4 separate regions of the Sus scrofa genome follow, and regions 1, 3 and 4 are each linked to region 2. The links are chromatin contacts, called in public Hi-C and promoter capture Hi-C maps. All regions are on one chromosome and are shown on one strand. The core of a region is the stretch at or near the end of the contact, and the rest is flanking DNA. Distances in the headings are between cores, read along the strand shown.

Evidence for each region. Promoter capture Hi-C pulls out the DNA fragments that hold promoters and counts their contacts. Hi-C and Micro-C count contacts between places; a contact is called where the count stands out from the background.
Region 1: a promoter capture Hi-C map of fetal skeletal muscle shows a contact between it and region 2, with 6 times the contacts expected there. The contact joins the promoter of CDC20 here to the promoter of KDM4A in region 2. A contact is called at or near these places in 1 of 5 promoter capture datasets (fetal skeletal muscle) and 1 of 2 datasets of contacts at active chromatin or transcription factors (alveolar macrophages).
Region 3: a promoter capture Hi-C map of liver shows a contact between it and region 2, with 3 times the contacts expected there. The contact joins the promoter of HYI here to the promoter of KDM4A in region 2. A contact is called at or near these places in 1 of 5 promoter capture datasets (liver), 3 of 47 Hi-C or Micro-C datasets (alveolar macrophages, epiblast stem cells and liver) and 1 of 2 datasets of contacts at active chromatin or transcription factors (alveolar macrophages).
Region 4: a contact with region 2 is called in a Hi-C map of skeletal muscle, with 5 times the contacts expected there. The contact joins the promoter of MED8 here to the promoter of KDM4A in region 2. A contact is called at or near these places in 1 of 5 promoter capture datasets (liver), 2 of 47 Hi-C or Micro-C datasets (fetal liver and skeletal muscle) and 1 of 2 datasets of contacts at active chromatin or transcription factors (alveolar macrophages).

What each region holds. Positions count from the first base shown.
Region 1 is chr6:167,888,346-167,892,016 of Sscrofa11.1, reverse strand. CDC20 (cell division cycle 20) reads left to right here and starts at 1,734. Exons shown (of 10, transcript NM_001123094.1): 1 at 1,734-1,914; 2 at 2,027-2,175; 3 at 2,263-2,359; 4 at 2,538-2,666; 5 at 2,746-2,942; 6 at 3,039-3,133; 7 at 3,272-3,500; 8 at 3,655-3,671. The coding sequence starts at 1,734. It overlaps LOC102158889 (a long non-coding RNA gene), which reads right to left and starts at 1,340. Exons shown (of 3, transcript XR_002345238.1): 1 at 1,189-1,340.
Region 2 is chr6:167,640,950-167,644,651 of Sscrofa11.1, reverse strand. It overlaps KDM4A (lysine-specific demethylase 4A), which reads left to right and starts at 2,271. Exons shown (of 22, transcript XM_021096835.1): 1 at 2,271-2,422.
Region 3 is chr6:167,807,556-167,811,073 of Sscrofa11.1, reverse strand. HYI (putative hydroxypyruvate isomerase) reads right to left here and starts at 2,011. Exons shown (of 8, transcript XM_003128063.4): 1 at 1,746-2,011; 2 at 1,558-1,669; 3 at 538-652; 4 at 279-357; 5 at 140-189; 6 at 1-50. The coding sequence starts at 1,944.
Region 4 is chr6:167,860,037-167,863,263 of Sscrofa11.1, reverse strand. It overlaps MED8 (mediator of RNA polymerase II transcription subunit 8), which reads right to left and starts at 1,915. Exons shown (of 8, transcript XM_005665484.3): 1 at 1,865-1,915; 2 at 125-243. The coding sequence starts at 1,870. It overlaps SZT2 (protein SZT2), which reads left to right and starts at 1,943. Exons shown (of 72, transcript XR_002345235.1): 1 at 1,943-2,073. LOC110261243 (a long non-coding RNA gene) reads left to right here and starts at 2,080. Exons shown (of 2, transcript XR_002345237.1): 1 at 2,080-2,327.

The sequences.
Region 1 (3,671 bases), core at 485-2,984, 250 kb before region 2:
AAGCTGCGGTGTAGGTCACAGATGTGGCTGTGAGCTGGCATTGCAGTGGCTGTGGCACAGGCCAGCAGCTGTAGTTTTGATTCAACCCCTAACCTGGGAACTTCCATATGCTGCAGGTGCAGCCCTCAAAAGAAAAGAGGAAGAAAAAAAAAAAAAAAAGTAAGGCCCTGGCCAACCTGACTCCTGTGTTCTCTAGTGTCTACGAATCCCCATTTCCAGTCCTAGGACACTTAACTCCTTGTTTTCCAAGGTAATGGGAAATAGACAACATGAATGCTTCAAAATCAAAGATAATAACGATATTAAGTTTGGGTTAAGAGCCCCCAAATGATCTCTGTCATCATCAGAGTTGTGCTTAGGCTAATGATGGAAAAGGTGATTTTTCTAGCCTCTCTCTGGGACGGTGTAGCTTATGGTTAGATTGCTTGGGTTAGTCGGATACTTGGGCTCCACTACTTGCTGTTAGTGGCTGTTTGCCTTAGGGCAAGTTTCTAACCTCTTCCTGACCCCATTTCTTTTTTTGTAAAAAGGGGATGAAGTATCTCTCCGCCTTACTGGACGGAAGGTTGATGTAAACACAGCCGTCAGCAGAGGGCCCGTCAATGATAACCCTCATTATTTCTTACTGCTGTTGCTTCTAAGCCTATCACGCAATCCATTCAAGTCTGTATTGGAGCATCTGGACTCCCACCAACATGCGACCTCGGACACATCCCTTCCGGAGCCTCGAGGTCTTCATCACACATGGGTGTGTGGCTGGGAAGACCAGGGTGCACCATGCGCAGATTAGACTAGGGGGTCGCTAAAATCCCTGGCGCCTCTCAAGCCCCGTGGGGGGAAGGCACGGTTTCCCTCACAGAGCCGTCCAATCCTGAATCCTGATCCTTTTCCCTGACCTACGGAAATGGACCACTTTTTAAGCCTCATTTTCCTTGTTTGTAAAACGGTAACAAACAAAACAACTTTTTAAAACCAGAAACATGCACTACTTCCTTCCCAGCGGTCTCCCCGCCGGCACGAAGCAAACAGTGGACGCTCCGGCCGCCCTTCTGCATCTACACGTTCTCAGTCCACTCCTCGCTCCTCTCCGTGCCCTGCCCGCTCCCCTCTGCCCGCCGGCCGGCGGTGCGCTGCCTACAACCTCTAAGCAGCTCCAGGGCTCCAGGTCCTTCCGACGTCTGCACTTACGCATCCAGGAGGAGATCCGCAAGCCGGGTTTAAGCGCGAAGGGCGGGTGCGGGGAGGCGGAGGAATGAATGGAAGCGACTGCGGAACGCGGGGAGCCCAGCCCCGCCCCGCCCCGCCCCCCGACGCCGGGTCTCCCGACCCGCCTCCGCCTGTCTCTCACCCTTCAAATCCCGCTCCGCTCCGGGACTCCCGTGAGATCTCAACGTTCCCCCGGAAGGCCCGCCCCCTACGCCCCGGAGGCCAATGGGCGAGGGCGACGGTTGCGACGGTTGGGTTTTGAAGGAACCAATCAATGCTCGGAGCGGAGAGTTTAAGACGCCGAAGTCAGCGTTGCCGAGGCCGGTCCGGGATCGGAGCCTGTTCTGCGCGGACGGTGAGAGGCGGCTGCGTCGAGGGGGCAGGGGTAGGGTGGCGGCTGGGGTGCCGGGCCCGGAGAGGCTGCGGCAGGGCTGGCCCTGCGTGGTCGGCCGTCGCCGAGCACGGTCGCGTCTCCCTGGGGCTCGCGGGCGGCCGCCTCAAGCACCCCTCCCCTTCCAGCCGCTCCCATGGCCCAGTTCGTGTTCGAGAGCGACCTGCACTCCCTGCTGCAGCTGGATGCGCCCATCCCCAATGCACCTCCCGCGCGCTGGCAGCGCAAAGCGAAGGAAGCCGCGGGGCCGGCCCCCTCGCCCATGCGGGCCGCCAACCGATCCCACAGCGCCGGCAGGACCCCCGGCCGAACGCCGGGTGAGGCGGGGGCGGCGGGTCGAGGGCGGGAGAGGAAAGGGCTGAGAGCAGCTTCGTGCCTGCTCCCGCGGGAGCCCGGTCGGACCGTCTGGCTTCCCCCTTGCCGCCCCAGGCAAATCCAACTCCAAGATGCAGACCACTCCCAGCAAGCCTGGCGGCGATCGCTATATCCCCCACCGCAGTGCCTCCCAGATGGAGGTGGCCAGCTTCCTCCTGAGCAAGGAGAACCAGCCCGACAACAGCCAGACGCCCACCAAGAAGGTATGCGGCGGAGGGGCTTAAGGCGGGAAACGGCTCTGTGCCTCCTGGACGCGGCCGCCCTGCCTCAGCACCACCCTTCTGTGCCAGGAACATCAGAAGGCCTGGGCTCTGAACCTGAACGGTTTTGACGTGGAGGAAGCCAAGATCCTCCGGCTCAGTGGAAAACCACAGAACGCCCCAGAGGGTAAAGACCCGGAGCTCTCAGCTCTTGGAGGGAGGTGTCCAGTCCTTCCAACCCCAGGGCTCCGGGGAGCTGAGGTGGCTGGCCACCCTTCCCACCTGAGACAGAGGAGGGGAGAGGCTGCTCTGGCCCTCCTGGCCAGGGGCAGGGGGAGGTGTCTAGAGCCACTCTGTTGCCACAGGTTACCAGAACAGACTGAAAGTACTCTACAGCCAGAAGGCCACGCCCGGGTCCAGCAGGAAGACCTGCCGATACATCCCTTCCCTGCCGGACCGGATCCTGGATGCCCCTGAAATCCGCAACGACTACTGTGAGTGCAGCCTTCCCCTTGCTCGCTGGATAAGAAAGAGGGCCCTGGGACGCAGGCTCTTCCTTTCCCCCTCTGGCAGACCTGAACCTGGTGGACTGGAGCTCTGGGAACGTACTGGCTGTGGCCTTGGACAACAGCGTGTACTTGTGGAGTGCCAGCTCTGGTGACATCCTGCAGCTGCTGCAGATGGAGCAGCCTGGGGACTATGTGTCTTCTGTGGCCTGGATCAAAGAGGGCAACTACCTGGCTGTGGGCACCAGCAGTGCTGAGGTCCAGGTGAGATCTGTCCCCGTGCTGCAGCTCTGTTGACCCCCAGACCCAGCCGCTTGCCCACCAGTCCTAATCTCTGATCCTAATGGGGTCTCTCTGTAGCTCTGGGATGTGCAACAGCAGAAACGGCTTCGAAACATGACCAGTCATTCTGCCCGAGTGGGCTCCCTCTGTTGGAACAGCTACATCCTGTCCAGGTCAGTGGGGTTTTGCCAGTCTCTTGTGAAATCCGTCCACTATTTTGGCCCACTCTCGCCAAACTGGACGCCTCTGAACGGAAGCAGCTCTGGCCTGCTGGCAGTGTTGGGCCTGATTCCTTTCTCCCCTTCCTGCAGTGGCTCACGTTCCGGCCACATCCACCACCATGATGTTCGGGTGGCAGAACACCATGTGGCCACACTGAGTGGCCACAGCCAGGAAGTGTGTGGGCTGCGCTGGGCCCCAGACGGTCGACATCTAGCCAGTGGTGGCAACGATAACTTGGTCAATGTGTGGCCTAGTGCTCCTGGAGAGGGTGGCTGGGTTCCTCTGCAGACATTCACGCAGCACCAAGGAGCTGTCAAGGTGAGAGGGCTGGGCTGGGGCTCTGCAGACTCTCACCCGTAACCTGGGGACATTAAGGGGATCTGGGCGGGAGGGATCGCACTGGGTTAATCTGTGACCCCTGAGCTCCTTGTCCAACTCTAGTACCTGCTGACCCTGCCTTTCTCCCACCTAGGCTGTAGCTTGGTGTCC
Region 2 (3,702 bases), core at 1,022-3,521:
GTGATCCTGGAAAACTCTTTTTGGCAGAGGTGAGAAATGTAACATGATCAAATTCAGGAAGCAGTTGGTAGCCACAGCAGTGCCAGCAGCTGTGTCCATGCACAGGACAGTGGAGTCTTGAGAGGCAAGCTACAGCCTCTCATGTTTGGGGAGAGTAGTGGATGAATTCTATGGTATGACTTGGGGTGGTTTTCCTGGTTCCATATACGCCAGGTTGGATTCTTCAGACTCTTCCCAATTTTCTGAGCTACCCAATATAATCTTTTATCAAATATATTACCTTACTAGGTGGTCTTTGGCTGCCCCACAGCATGTGCATGTCCGGGGGCCAGGGGTCAAACCTGAGCCACAGCAATGGCCATGACGGATCCTTAGCCCGCTGAGCCATCAGGGAACCTCTCCCTTTTCTTTCTTGAAACAGAACAAGTTTGTTTTTTTTAAGGAGCGCGTGTGCCCAGCCCCAAGGTCTAAATCAAAATGATCAGGGTATCCAATTAAAAAAATCGCAATTCATTGATGTCCATCTCATCCATTTTGTTCTATATAATACCGCACTTTTTGCCAACACATATTAACTCTCGTCCTTCACAACAATCCTGCCAAGTATTATTATCTTTTTCTTTTTACTGATGGGAAACCCACGCTCCGAGGAATGATTGATTTTTGTTTTGTGTTTGTTTTTGTTTTGTCTTTTTAGGGCCACACCCAAGGCATATGGAAGTTCCCAGGCCAGGGGTCAAATTGGAGCTGCAGCTGCCGGCCACAGGCACAGCAACACCACATCTGAGCCCTGTCTGTGACTTACACCACAGCTCACAGCAACCCTGGATCTTTAACCCACGGAGCAAGGCCAGGGATGGAACCCACGTCCTCATGGATACTAGTTCATTACCCCTGAATCATGACAGGAACTCCAGGGAGTGACTGATTTTGAACACAAATCTGACTCCATAGCTCTTTTTAAAACAATTTTCTTTTTTTTTTTTTTTTTTTGTCTTTTGTTGTTGTTGCTATTTCTTGGGCCGCTCCCGCGGCATATGGAGGTTCCCAGGCTAGGGGTCCAATCGGAGCTGTAGCCCCCGGCCTACACCAGAGCCACAGCAACGCGGGATCCGAGCCGCGTCTGCAACCTACACCACAGCTCACGGCAACGCCGGATCGTTAACCCACTGAGCAAGGGCAGGGACCGAACCCGCAACCTCATGGTTCCTGGTCGGATTCGTTAACCACTGCGCCACGACGGGAACTCCTAAAACAATTTTAATTTAATTTTTTTGGCCACGCCCATGGCATGCAGAATTTCCTGGGCCAGGGATTGAACCCCTGCCATATCAGCCGCAGCTCAAGCCACTGCAGTGATAATGCTGGATCCTTAATCCACTGTGCCGCAAGAGAACTCCAAGATCTGACTCCACAGCTCTTTCTAGTGCACTACAGCACTAGAAAGTAATTTTGTACATCTTTTATGACTCTGGTTGTGGGTCTTCTACTTTTCAGAGTTATGCCTCCTTCCATCACCCATGACAATCTGGGGGCTCCTTAGAGTGACTCACTACCCCTCAGGAACAGTTGCTAATGACTTCCAAGAACCCCCTCACCCTCCAGAAGTGTGTCTAATGACTCCCAGGATCTTCTCCCACCCCAAGAGCTGCTCCTAATGACCCCAAATCCCTGCTCCCCGAGGAGCTGCTTTTTAATGACCCTAAGGACATCCCCCCTCAGGACTCGTCCTAATGACCCTCAGAGTTCCTTTCCCTTTAGGAACTGACTGCTCTTTTCAACGAATGTCCCGGTTTGTGGGCAAACGAGGGGGTTCCCAAGACACGGGACTTTGCGTTTTAAAACTGAGTACCAGGCAAACCGGGGCAGGTCGGTCACTGTATCAGAAACTCCTTGACCTCGGAAGCTGCCCCTCTGGGTCCTCAGTGCACGTTCCCCTCAGACAAGGGTTCTACTCACCCCCAAAAGACTGTCCCCACCCTTGCCTACAATAGCTTCATCATCGCCTTTACCCTGGGCGACCATCTCATTTCTAGGCACTCGCCTCTTGCAATCGAGATTAGCTACGGGCGGCCAGAAGCCTGTCTACGATTGGCCAGCTCGCCAATTCAGCCGAGATGCTCAGTGGCCGCGGTCCCGAGTGGTACAGCGTTTCCTCCTGGCAACAGCGCTAGCCAGCGCTCATAGGCTGAGCAGATTGATTTGCCCGGACTTTGGGGCGGCTACGGCGCGCGCTCATTGGCTGTTTGAAGGCTTATAGAAGCCCTCGGATTGGTTGACTCTGTGGAGCGCTATGCGGCTGCGCAGAGGCCGACTTTAGAGAAGGCGGAGCTTCGTCGTTCGCCGGCTGGAAAAGCAGTGGGATCGGCTAGTGGCGACAGCAGAGGCCGGGCCTTAGCCCTGCCGGGGCGGCGGGCTTTAAGTAAGAACCACAGGGTTTTTGAATTCTTTCGGTCTGTTGCTGCTGTAGCCGTGACCGTGAGCTTCGGTGGGGGAGGGGCGGAGGGTGGCCTTCAGCGGCGAGTGATAGGCATGGTTCTCGGCCATTGGGAGCAGGAGCTTCTGAAATGGGTCCTGAGATTGGCTCTTTCCAATCTCTCACGGCCAATGGACTTCGGGAAGGGTGGGCGGGTCTACTGGGCCTTATTTTCTTCTTCCTGCGGCCGGGCCTCACTCGCCTAGGCGGCGGGGCCGGGAGGGGCTGGGCGTCTGCGAGGTGAGCTTTGGGGACCTTCGGAGCGGGGGACTGCATTGGGAGCGATACTCGCGGGAGCCGCTGCGAAGGGAGGGGGCGGGAGCTTGAGGTGGTTGTTAGCAACAGCTCCCTTTATTGAGTTGATAAGTGCCAGGCCTGGTGCTAAACGTTTCGCTTGCATCATCTGAGTTAATCACGGCAACCCTGCAGGGCAAGGAGGTTGGGATCCCCATTTACTGGAGGGGAAACTGAGACTCGGGCAGCTTACACAGCCGAGGTCACACAGCTAATAACTGGCAGAGACAAGATCTGTATTCAGAGTTTTAACTCCGGGGCCAGTGCTCTCTTCAGCCACTAGGCTTTGTTGCTGGATGGGGGAAGGAGGGTGTCAGGGAACAGGAGCTTTCCCCAGGGAGAAGATTGGGGGAAGGGAATCCTAGGGTAAAAGAAAGGGAATGAGCAATTGAGGTACGGCCGAAGAAATCAGTTATTCAGCAGTTACTGAATGCCTACTCTGTACCCTGCATTGTTCTAGAGTTGTAGGCTTATAAAGATATGTAAGGCCGTGGGGGGCAGTTGAAGCCCCATTAGGGGCTTCCAAGGCTTGGGGCAGGGCCCCGTCACTGTGTTCACATGATTATATGTTTTTGTAAAATTTGCAAAAGGAAGATAACTTGTGTTTTTTAAAAAAGAGGGTCTTCAAAATGGAGTAAGACTTCAGGTTGCTCTACACTTGAATTTGCCCTTGCAAAGGGTTTAGACTAAGTGGAGATTATGATGTAGGCAGCATAGAGTAATGGAAGGAGTACTGGGAGCATATTACATGACTGTGGGCAAATTTCCTGGTATGTAAAACAGGGCTTACAGCATACCTACCATGCAAAGTTTTGGTGAGGTGCATGAAAGTGCCTGGCCAGGAGCACACTTTATTTTTGGTTAGTTGGAAGCCAGAGAGATGCGGGCTCCAGGGCTGGTCTTCTCTCCTTCAGCCTCAGTCAGTTTTGCTC
Region 3 (3,518 bases), core at 762-3,261, 170 kb before region 2:
CGGATGTTCCCAGTCAGGTTCCCATCCATGATCTGCCAGTGGAACATGTCCTGGGGCAGCGACATCACCGTCACAGCCCCTGCGGGCCGCGCCATCCCCCCCCCAGGGGCCCGAGAAGTGCTCCCGCTCCCCCACTTACCATCTGTAACTGGAGGTTGGGGCTCCCAGCCTTCTGTAAGATGGCTGCCGCTGGGGACAGACCGGGGCGGGGACCGTGAGACCAAGGGCAGCACCAGAAGCAGAGGGACAGCAGAGGGCACGGGCTGGGGGGGTCCTACCCTGCTGGGGCGTATCCAGGAAGTACCGGGGGTCCGTGACGCGGGTGTTGATGGGCTCCAGCAGTCCCACGAGGTTCTCCTAGCGCCACGCGGGGTCCGTGAGGAAGCTCTCCCCAGGTCCGTCCCCCTCCATCAATCACCGGTCAGGTCCCCCTGACCTGGGCCACTGCCCAGCCTTGTGCCTGACAGCACCCCCACCACACACAGACATCCATGACGTACGTGTGTCTGGATGTGTCTTCACTTTTCCCTGTCTCACCTGAGCCAGAACCCCAGCTGCGTGCCTCAAGTTCTCCAGAAAAACTGTCTCCATTTCACCCCTGACTGCTGCTCGATCGGCCCCCTGGGGCACCCGGCCAGCCATCAGATGAATCCTGTGGGGGAAGCGGGACTGGAGGGGGCTGTGGGGTCCAGGCTCCCTGAGTGCACCTCTTCCAGCTGCCCTCCAACCGTGCCGGCCTCCCACCTCCCCAGGTCTCGAGTCAGGACCACTTGGCCGTGATGCTCAGGCCCCCCAGCAGCTCCACTGTCCGCCAAAGGCCAAGCCTTTTCCTAGAGACTGGGACTCAACCCATCCTCCCTCCTGGGGCCTCAGGCCCTCACCTGGCCCCTCCTGTAAGGGCAGCCTCTCCTTTGACGTGGTCCTTCCCTCAAGCCCGTGAACAGGCTCGTCTCACCTGAAAATTACCTTGAACCCTTATCCTTCCAGCAATTCCACAGATTGTCTCTCCTCCTTACAGTGTTTCTTAGCTTCTTCCCATCTGTTTTCTGAACCCACCCCCCAGTAACCCCACGTTGTCGGTTCCTCCTCAGCCTGCTTGCAGGCTGCAGGGTTTGACATTTATCTGATCAGCCCCACTTAGAGCCCCCACCTCTCCTCCCTTCACTGCCTGATCTTTCTCAGCCACCTCAACGCAGACAGGCCACATCCGCCTCATCAACTCTGAACACACCAAGCCCCTCTTTGGAATGCGCCTTCCATGAGCAAGTGTCCACTCTGAGACCCAGTGCCGCCTCACTACTGTAAGCAGCTGTCTCGGCTCCCAGAGCCCCCTAGAACTGACCCGTCCTCAAATGCATCTCCCCGGCCAGACTGAACTCCCAGCAAGAGATGGCCAAGAATGAGTTGTAAACGGAGAGCGACGCCACAGATAAAATGCCAAAGGCACTTTACGAGACTGGGACTGAGGGGGCGGGGAAGGGCCAGTGCGCTCGGGCCCGTGAGCCTCTTCCCGGGGTCACCGAGGGGAAGGGGCGGGCGGTGGGGAGGGGAGGATACCTGGGACAGCCCAGCGCCTTGGCGTACAGCACGGCCTGCTCCAGCCCCTCTCGAAAGGCCGCCTGCCTCCCGGGAACGGCCCCCAGCCCCATTTCCCCCTTCTCGCGGTCTCCTGCGGGGAGAACGGGCCTCAGCTCCCGGCTCGGGGCCCCAGCCCGCCCCGCCCCGGCCCGGCCCGCACGGCGCACCCGGGGGCGTGTTGATCAGCACCAGCTGCAGCCCTGCTTCCCGCGCCGCGCGCGCCAGTGCCTCGGGTGGCTCCGCGTAAGGCCAGCCGATCTCGGCTGCCTGAAAGCCCGAGCTGCCCGCGGCCCGGAGCCGCGCCGAGAGGCTGGCGAGCTCCGGGAACAGCCAGGACACGTTAGCCGAGAAGCGCAGCGGAGCCATGGCCGCCGGGAGCGCGCGCGCCCGGGGCAGAGTCCGTGAGGCCGGAACGCGATAGCGGGCGGGGCCGGGGAGGGGGCGGAGGGCGGGGCGCGGGCGGCCGCGGAGGGGGCGGGGCGGGGCGCGGGAGGCCACGGAGGGGGTGGGGCGGGGCGGTCGCGGAGGGGCGGGGCGGGGGCGGCCGCGGAGGAGCCCGGCCCGGCCGAGCGGGGGCGCGCTGGCCCCGCAAGCCGCCGCGAGCTGGCTGCCGGCCGTCCCGGGGGAGAAAAGCCGTCTGTCGTGGCGAAAACTGTGGACAGGCCAAAAAAGTGCACCTTTTCCAGACCGGAGAGGGCGGCGGGGAAGGGGGCGTGGGCGAGTCGGCCGCCCCGAGGCCGGGTTAACGTGAAGGAGCGTGGATGCTAACGCACGCTTAGTGCTTTCCCCTTATTATAAGCAGAGTGTCTTTTCCCTACGGAACGACTGAAAGCCGTGTGTCCGAAAAAGGGACGTCTAACACACCCGTCAACTTTCCCTTACAAGTCAAAAACTGAACACGGGCGGTCTTTTCTTAGGAAATCCTGATTGTACTGTATATGCGGTTTATGGCCTGCGTTCTCATTATTTTGTGAGCATTTTCCTTTGAAAACCTTGGATTAGCTGCTCACTGTTCTACTCCTACTCAGCCCAGAATCTATCATACTGCCCTCTCGTTGGACATGCGGGTTTTCTACCTGTGTGGGGGCTAGAAAAGCACTTGAATGCGCCCCCTGGCCCACCTCTGAGTCACCTCCCTAGGTTCTTTTTGTAGGGATGTCCAGAGGACTTGGCCGGTCCAAAGTCCTTTAATAGGAAAACTGCCCCCACCCCTGGACTCTGCACTGAGCGGCTCTGGACAGGCTGGGCCCTCTTAGTCCCAGCTGATTGGACCACAGAGGGACATCTGAGTCAAAGGTAGCCAATCCATAGACTGGCCCAAGATCCATTACCTTCCTAGTTTGGAAAGATCATCTGGCCAGATTCCCTGTTTAGAGAATTCAAACAAGGAAAGACTGAGAGTCAGTTGAGATGTGGGTTTGCCAGGAGATGGTGGTGGCTGTTGAAGCTGAAAAAGCAGGAGCCAGGTGGTAAAGAAAAGCTGGAGCAGAGACCAGGGAACGGAGTACTATCTGTAGAAATCACATGTTGAGACACCACTGTTGTAGCGTTCCCAGGATTGGCCAAATTCATGGCTGCTCCCAGACCTGCACTTCTCAAGGCTGGAGTGTTTAGACTTTCCATGGTTCACGTGTCTGTAACCTCTTAATGTTTCTTGAGATCATTCAAATGGATTTATTTCAGCCCCAATAACCCAACTGAATGGGCAGATGCCAGATTGGTGTTACATGGTGAAAAAATAGGAGCATGCTTAAATTCTTGCCGACTGTGCTAGATGGCATCTCAAAAATGTAAGTTGAGGAGTTCCCGTCATGGCCCAGTGCAGTGGTTAGTGAATCCAGCTAGGAACCATGAGGTTGCGAGTTCAATCCCTGGCCTCATTCAGTGGGTTAAGGATCCAGCGTTGCCGTGAGCTGTGGTGTAGATCACAGACACAACTT
Region 4 (3,227 bases), core at 666-3,165, 220 kb before region 2:
TTTTTAAATCAAAAGATGTTTGCAAACTGATAAATGTTTACATCACTGGCAATGTCCTATCCACCTGGTGACCTGGCCCCCCCCACCCATGGAGCCCTCCCCAGCTTGCCCTGGCATTGCTTACCAGGTCAGCCGGTCATACTCGTTCTCCAACTTGTAAATGAAACTCCCCAGTGAGTTCTTCAGATCAGCCACTTGACTCAGGAGTGCATCTAATGATGCCTCAAGCTGCTTCTCCTCCCTCTGCACCAACAGGAATAGGATGTTACTCAGATGAGGGTGAGGGTGGTGCCCACAGAGGCGGGCTGAAAAGCCAGGATGACAGTGCGCAACACCAGTCATGTGACACAGGATCTCACTGGCACAGGGAGAGCCAGGCTGTTTTCTATCTTTGGTATCAGGGTTATAGACAGCACCAACCCTCAGACCTTTCAACCCACTCGCCTGGCCTAATTCCTCCTACCTGCTGGTTCCTTTCTCTCATCACCCCTAATCCGTGCTTGGTTTCCTATCACATACACTATACTCTCACTCACTGAGCAGACACAGCAGACCTAATGCCTCGGGGTCATTATCTCTTGTGCCACTCTGCAGCATAGGTACTCTGACTTCTGCTGTCCTAAACCTGCCTTGGGAGCCTGGCTGTTCCTGCCAATGACACAATTTCTGAAAAATCTACCTACATGTGAAGGTTCCTTTGAACACCTGCCACTGCCACCACCACGGCCATTTCCCCCTTTCCTCTGTCCTCAGCATTTGCTGTTTCAAGCTCTTTGCTGAATTAACCGGCACTCTTTTTTTTTTTTTTTTTTTTTTTTGGTCTTTTTGCCTTTTCTAGGGCTGCTCCTGTGGCATATGGAGGTTCCCAGGCTAGGGGTCTAATAGGAGCTGTAGCCACTGGCCTGCGCCAGAGCCACAGCAACGCCAGATCCGAGACTCATCTGCAACCTACACCACAGCTCATGGCAACGCCGGATCCTTAACCCACTGAGCGAGGCCAGGAATCGAACTCGCAATCTCATGGTTCCTAGTTGGATTCGTTAACCACTGAGCCACGACAGGAACTCCATTAACCTGCACTCATTTTATCTCTGTGCCAAAATTCCTGTGCCCCTTTCACAAGCTTAGTCAAGCTATAAAAATTTACTGACAGACTACCAGGTGCAAGAAACTGACAAATGAAAAACAAAAACAAAAATGCACATGCCCCTAAGTACTAAACTATTTTAAATGCTGGTGAGGGGTTGTCTGCCAAGCATTTCCTGTCCATCTTGGTTCTTCATCTTTACTTCATTTCATCCTTAACTACCACAGGGCACAGGCTAGGAAGGAGGTAGAACTGCCTTGCGAACTCGCCAATATACAAGACAGTAGCCTTGATTCCGGGTTCCAGCCACTGGCCTCAGACTATATTAGTTTGGCTTTTGTCACTGCGGCCCCACAATTCCTTCCACTCTCGGGCTTCTCTCCAGTTATCGATCCTCTGCTGTGTCGGCAGCCAACAGCGGCCATTCAACAGCCCGGGCCGGGACCTGAGCCAATGCGGCACCTTCTTGAGCTGTCTTCGTTGGACTGCATCTTAACCTTCCCAAACGACCGACCCTTTCCCACCCCCAGCAAGTCGGTGCCGCCTTCCCCCTCCCAACTCAGGGGCCGTCTCGGTCTCCCAGCCGGGCTCCACCCCCATCTGTCATCAGTGCCGCTCCCTCTCCAGTGGGCCTCGCCTCCATCCCGCGTCCCTTTAGCCGTCGGCCGATGACTCTACCCACTCCTCTCAGCTCCAGCTCCTCACTTTCTCCAGCCCACTCTCCGTCCCGGTACCCCGACGCTGAGTAGCGGTCACGAGCGCCAACCCGGTCCTCACCTGCATCGCGGGAGCAGAGGTTGCGTCAACCACTTCCTTTTCCGGTTTCCAAGTCAGCCAATCAGAAAGTTGGGATTCGATCCTCCCATTCGTTTCCGGTTCCTTCGGGCGAGAGGCAGCCGGGTCAGGGGTCACGAGCAGAAGGGCTTCTCTGGCCCGGGCCGGCGCGGGAGGGCTGTGTGATGGCCTCGGAGCGCCCGGAGCCGGAGGTGAGGGGCGGGCGGGCGCAGCGCTGGTCCCCGAGATCCGCGGGGGAGGGGCCGGCGGCCGGGTGCGGCCGTGGCCTCCTCCGGGTCTGGGGGCGGCGGGGGTCGCCCCGAAGGCCCGGCAGTTGCATCTCCTCACCCCGCGGTCCGCACTTTCCTTGGGGGGCTGGAGGAGAAGCTCGTCGCTCTGTTCTGTTTGCTCAGATTTCATTCACGTCGCCAACTCTGGGGCCCTCGGGTTCTCCGACTTCCTAATGGTATTAACAAAGCCTTTATTTTGATTTTGCAATTTGATTTTACTTTGCTGGTGCTTCATATCTTCACGTATTAGAATGACATAATCAGCATGAATTAATTTAGTTCCAGCGCCATGATTTTGAAAGGCAGCTTCGGTTTCGTGGGGAAAATACATATATAGATTCTTTTTTGATTCGGAGTGAAACGTCGTTCACTTCGTTTGGTGCTGCCCTGTAGCCATCTCTGCAACTTCGGGCAAGGCTTGACTGTTTCCTGCTTCTTAAACACCTGTCTTAGGGTGTTTTGTGAGGATCCCATATTTTAAACCAGAAAATGCACATGAGGTATCCCTTAGTTGTTGAGGACCATGCAAGGAACTTGATCTGCATTGTGTTATTCAGACTTGTGCAAGGAAGGTGGCTGTGTCCACTTTCATTTATATGTAAGACACTGGAAAGTGAGAGACGTTAAGTACCTTACCCAAGTGCTACCCTCAGCCAGGGAGTAGCAAAGTTTTGAAGTTAGAAGATCTGGTTTGAAAAGAACATCACCAGGAAAGGTGCCCAGTATTAGAATATGATAGACGGGAAGGGTGAGAGACGTGTGAAATGAAATGACACAAAAGAGTTGTCATAACATATCGAATGCGTGCCGCGTCGTCCTGCTTTACCCCATCAGTTGATACCCTCAACCCGAAGAAGCAGACGTGATTATTTATCCCCATTTTTCAGTTGAGGAGACGGAGGCACAAAATGTTAAGGGTAACAAAGTTACACAGCTAGTTAAGTAGCGGAGCTAAGACTCCCAAACAGGTGGTCTGCTGTAGTATGGTGGTCATAATGTTTCCAGTATAAGCAGTACAGTTGCCACAGGATGGTAAATCTCCTGATCCTTGGCATGTGATGTAACAAGACCCAGGA